Linked DNA regions of Capra hircus: region 2 is linked to region 1. A link is a contact called in public Hi-C data. All regions are on one chromosome and are shown on one strand. The core of a region is the stretch at or near the end of the contact, and the rest is flanking DNA. Distances in the headings are between cores, read along the strand shown. Region 1 holds the start of LOC102175889 (C-C motif chemokine 2). Region 2 has its middle 47 kb from the start of ASIC2.

Region 1 (2,801 bases), core at 211-2,710:
ACAAAGACCTTCTGAATAGCACAGGAAACTCTGCTCATTGTTATGGGGCAACCTGGATGGGAGGGGAGTTTGGGGGAGAATGGTTATATGTATCTGTATGACTGAGTCTCCTTGCTGTCCACCTGAAACTATCACAACATTGTTAATCAGCTATACTCCAATATAAAATAAAAAGTTTAAAAAACAAACAAAAACAAATGCAGTGATTGGCAGACAGTTCTTCCCCAAAGTCCCATATGTTGCAAAGACATTGTCTCCAAGACTCTTTGAGAAAGAAGGATCAATAGGGCCTTCCATGCCCACTGGGCAAAGCCAAGCAAGCTCAGAATCGTGAGGCAGTAGAATCGGGGGAGTCGAGGCCTGAATCCGAGGCTTGGCTCAGCCACCGGCACGCCTCAAGGAATTCTGTCATATTTGTGAAAGAAAAGAGTTCAATGAAATGAACACTAAGGTCTTTTAGGTGTTATGATGGATTCTGGGGTTTCTGAGGAAGTCTAAGGTGGAGTTGCAGCATGAAGGCAGCCGTCCTAATTCCGGGAAGACTGTTCTTTGACTCACGCCTTCTCCTTGGGAATCCTAAAGAAGCTGGGATAACAGTTGCCATAGCCGAGGACACGCCTCTTGTCTTGTCTTGTCTGCCTGCCGTGCTAACCACGGGCTCCAGATTCCTGTAATAACTTAACTACAAGGAATGTCCTCAGCTCCCTTTCAGACGTCTGCTGATTCTGCAGAGACTGAAGCCAGAGGGCATCCAGATATATGACCAGGCAGCCAGCTGGAGAATGTGCCCCTTCTTCTCGAAGTGTGTCCTAGTCGTGACAGCACAGACACTGGGCTTTGTTTGGGGGAACTTGAACCGGTTCCTTAGCTCCTCTGTACCTTGGCTTTCTGACTATAAAATGGAAATGAACAGTACCTAATGGATGGAGTTGGAGTACTGAATATTCCCAGTTCAGAGTTAGGTGCTGCGTGAGTATTACATCAACATGATCTAGATGGCTCCTTCCACATCTTAAATCTGATGGTTCTATTAATAGAATTCAGTTTTATAGTTTTAAAAAAAACCCCTATAGTTCTACTAAGCTTACCTTGTACCTCCATGCTACATATTAAAGAGCAAACAGATTTAATACACTGTTGGGTGCCTGCCAAGACTTCAGGACTCCTCCTTGGCTTGAAGGTCCCTGGGCTGTTGTTTGAGGGTGGACCAGTCATTTGCTCAATAGAACCCATTTCTTATTATGCATATAGTGATCCACTGCTATATTTATTAAAAGGATAACCAACAAGGACCTTCTAAATGGCACAGGGAACTCTGCTCAATGTTTTTTGGCAGCCTGACTGGGAAGGGAGTTTGGGGAAGAATGCTTTCTTTCAGCATCCTTGTGACTTCTGTTTCTCTGGCTTCCTTTCTTTTCTGCAGAGTTTTCACTTCAGAAAAAGGGGAATCTTAAGAATAAACCGTTTGGTTTACTCTGCGGTCTCTGGATATAACTGCACCCTGCCCCTCACCCTTTTGATCTCAGCTGCAAATGGAAAATTGCCCAGTCGAGACCCACCGCTTCCTCTCCTACTTCCTGGAAATGTCCCGGCTGCTTCACTTGCTCAGCACATTTAACATTCTGCTTCGGCACTCACTAAGGAGGATGCCGCCCCGGATGCCGCCCCTGGGCCAGTCTCACTCCCACGGCTCCACCCTCTCGGTGGGTGATTTCAATAAAAGGCAGGCCAAGCCACTGGAGGAGCAGAGGGGCCAGTCCAGAGGCCAACAGCTCCCACGCTGAAGCTTGAATCCTCTCGCTGCAACATGAAGGTCTCCGCTGCTCTCCTCTGCCTGCTACTCACAGTAGCTGCCTTCAGCACCGAGGTGCTCGCTCAGCCAGGTGAGCCCCCTTCTCCTTCCCTCTGAAGCTCATCGCCCCCTCTCTGGGTCATGATGGGCCAGCGGAGCAGAAGGGTACCTGCACTCTCACTTTCACTACAAGATCAGGAAAGTCGGAGAGGCATAGGAGTGAGCTTGATCACACAGCTGCTCTTGGAAGAGAGCCTGGATGAGAATTCCAGATGTAGACCTCAAATCCAGCTCCTTCCAGGATTCCAGCTCTGGAAACCTGAGCCCAGTGCAGTTATTGCCCTGGCTCATTTCAGCAGCATTTGAGGACTGGGATATAAGGAGGGGGGCTCTCTGGCAGGGTATATCCAGATACTATGGAGGCCAGGGGAGAAGATCTGAAATCTGGACTCCAGAGACTCAGTTTTGCAGAGGCAGTGGGTATCAGGGAAACTCACAACAAAGCATCCATTTCTTCTTACCTAAAGGGGACCCTTAGCTAACTTTGATAGCTTGGATTATTTGCTCCTACTAACAGAATTTCCCCAAATTATCTAGTTTTAACAAAGCTCCCTTCCCTCAGCTCATTGTCAGTGCTACATGCCCATTTTAGGGCTTAGGAAACTGAGTCCATCTGATACTGTAGCTTTGAAGCACAAGCTGAAATATTAGGATTTAAGGGGTTCTCCCTGCACACCTGACTCCCTTTTGCCTTCTCCTTACTTCTCTTTTCTGCTCTGATTGAGATTGGAAAGAACCTAGTCCATTCTAAAGTGCTTTTTCTTTGTGGTTCTCTTTCCAGATGCAATTAACTCCCAAATCGCCTGCTGCTATAAATTCAATAAGAAGATCCCCATACAGAGGCTGACAAACTACAGAAGAGTCACCACCAGCAAGTGTCCCAAAGAAGCTGTGATGTAAGTTGAGCACACCAGCCCTGCATGGTGCAGTTCTTCCTCAGGGTGCAAGG
Region 2 (2,801 bases), core at 78-2,577, 66 kb before region 1:
AGACACCAGGTTGAATTTCCTGGACCCTCTGTGTCCTGCGTGTTCCCTCTTTATTTCTTCCTTCCAATTGCCATTATCTCTGCCCAGTCAATCTGTCATACCGAAGGGGGACACTTAAGTGAAAGATGAAGGAAACACACCCATGAGCCCCATTTATGCCAGGTGTTGTTCTTTACCCTTAATAAGCAATATTTCATAACTACTTCAACTGTATATCATGGGAATTATTATTTTATTTGAAAGATAATCAAACAGAAGCTCAGGCAGGGAGAATATGTTCCTAAGTACTGAGCTGGAAGTGCTGAAGATGGGGCTTGAGCTTGGCCTTTCTTTCCACCTGGTGGTGGTTTAGTTGCTAAGTCGTGTCTGACTCTTGCTACCCCATGGACTGTAGCCCGCCAGGCATCCTCCATGGGATTCTCCTGGCAAGGATACTGGGGTGGGTTGTCATTTCCTTCTCCAGGGGATCTTCCTGACCCAGAAATCGAACCTGTGTCTCCTGCATGGCAGACAGAGTCTTTACCAACTGAGTTACAAGGGAAGCCTTTCTTTCCATAGCACACTGTCCATATCTGTAGGCCAAAATGCTCAGTGTAGGATCCTGCAGGAAAAGCTCCTATTTACTGAGTGCTCATTGGAGCAGCATGGTAACCACATTACATGCATTAACTCATCTATATTCACATGTGAGTGAGGTAGGGACGGTTTTTATTCCCATTTTAAAGCTAGGTAGTGAAACAGAGGCGCTGAGAAATTGACACACTTTCAAAGGTCACACCCTTGGTAAAGGCTGGAGCTGGCACTGGGAACCCTGCATTTGGATCTGGACCCCAGATCCTTGACTACTGAACTGTGTGTTAAATGACCGCTTTAACAAGCTCTGTGGGGAGTGGAGGAGGCTCCTGGCTGTAGTGAGAGTCTCAGTCCATTTCTCCCAGGAGTGGTGAAGAATTGAATGGCTTCTTCGTCCACTGCATCCCCTGGGGGGCCCAGTGGCATTCAAGGGGTCCACTGTTTTCTCTGCTTCGTGTCCCCAGTTCTTAGAATTCTTCTAAGACCTATGACTGTCTGTTTAGCCAGCCTGCCTTTAATGAGTAACTTGTGTGTGTGTGTGTACTAAGTCACTTCAATCGGATCTGACTCTTTGCAACCCCATGGACTGTAGCCCACCAGGCTGCTCTGTCCATGGGATTTTCCAGGCAAGAATCTTGGAGTGAGTTGCCATGCCCTCCTGCAGGCGATCTTCCCAACCCGGGGATCAAGCTCGCATGTCTTCTGTCTCCTGCATTGGTGCAGGTTTACCACCAGCGCCGCGTGGGAAGCCCTTGCGCTGTGCTGTGCTCAGTCGCTCAGTCACGTCTGACCCTTTGCAACCACATGGACTGTAGCCCGCCAGGATCCTCTTTCCATGGGGGTTCTCCAAGCACGAATACTGGAGTGTGTCACCATGCCCTCCTCCAGGATGCCCTTACCATCCACCAAAAAAGTAATGCAGAAGGCTGCAAATAAGAAAAGAGTTTATGGGACTTCCCTGGCAGTCCAGGGGTTAAGACTCTGACCAGGGGACTTTGCAGGGAACATGGATTTGAACCTGGTTGGGAAAGTAAGATCCCACATGCCTCACAGCACCACCAAAATCTTTTAAAAATAAAAAAAAAAGAGAGAGAGAGTTTACTTGGAGTCCTAAGAATTGCAATGCAGGAGACATAAAAGTTGCCATGAGGTTGTTTAAAGTTTCCTGGTGGAATCATTATAGACCCCCAAGTGACTCAGGAAATACTTTTTCTTAAGGAATCACAGGTTGTTTCCGCATAAGGAGTTCAAAAAGCATCTTGAATCTCTGACAGGTGTTCTGGATGACTTCATCAGGTCAAAAGGTCAGATTCCATCCAAGCTGAAATATGCATGTCACATTACTTCTTTTTTATTGGCGTATACTTATTTACAATGTTGCATTAGTTTCAGGTATGCAGCAAAGTGAATCAGTCATACATATATCCACTCTTTTTTAGGTTGTTTTCCCATATAGGTCATTGTAGAGTACTGAGTAGCGTTCCCTGTGCTATACAGTAGGTCTTTATTAGTTATCTCTTTTATAGATGGTGTGTATTTGTCAACCCCGATCTCCCAGTTTATCCCTCCACCCTCCCTTTCCCCCTGGAAGGTCACACTTTCTTAAAGGCCTCCTGTCCAGCTCCACTTTGGGGAGCTCACTTAGCAATATTGTTTTTGTTTAGTTGCTGAGTCGTATCCTGCTCTTTGTGACACCAGAAACTGTAGCCCACTGGGTTCCTTGGTCCATGGGTTTTTCCAGGCAAGAATACTGCTGTGGATTGCCATTCCCTTCTCCAGGGAATATTCTCAGGCCAGGGATCAAACCCACATCTCCTGTGACAGCAGGTGATTCTTTACCACCGAGCCACCTGGGAAGCCCTCACTTGGCAATACTGACTCCCTTTTGATTTTCCTTTCATGCTGGTAAATGCCAAACACAAACTATGGAAACACAGTGCCTGCCTGCAAAGAGTTCTCATCTTGTGGGGAAGATCATATGCAAAAGCAGGCAAAAACAAAACTATAGCGAGATAATTCTGTGGGTGACTAATTAGCATGTGAATGGCACCAAACTTTTGTCTAGTCAGGGAAGACTTCCTGGAGGAGGAGAGTCTTCCGCTTGAGCCTTCAAGGGTGAGTAAGACTTGAAGCGGGGAAGAGGTCAGCATGTAGCCTTGGGCTGAGTGGGGAGCCTTAATGGGAATAGGGAGGTCGGCTAGACTGGTTGAGAGGTCCTGGAAGGGAAC

What was found. Hi-C and Micro-C count contacts between places; a contact is called where the count stands out from the background.
Region 2: a Hi-C map of blood shows a contact between it and region 1, with 4 times the contacts expected there. The contact joins the enhancer-like site here to the promoter of LOC102175889 in region 1. A contact is called at or near these places in 2 of 5 Hi-C or Micro-C datasets (blood and liver).

The regions. Positions count from the first base shown.
Region 1 is chr19:15,555,958-15,558,758 of ARS1.2, reverse strand. LOC102175889 (C-C motif chemokine 2) reads left to right here and starts at 1,460. Exons shown (of 3, transcript XM_005693218.3): 1 at 1,460-1,883; 2 at 2,634-2,748. The coding sequence starts at 1,808.
Region 2 is chr19:15,621,392-15,624,192 of ARS1.2, reverse strand. No RefSeq gene overlaps it. Among named protein-coding and RNA genes, the nearest start is that of ASIC2, 47 kb to the left of the region's middle. Within about 2 kb of position 1,327, at least 1 of the 5 cell types and tissues checked has an H3K27ac peak or open chromatin away from gene starts, as enhancers often do.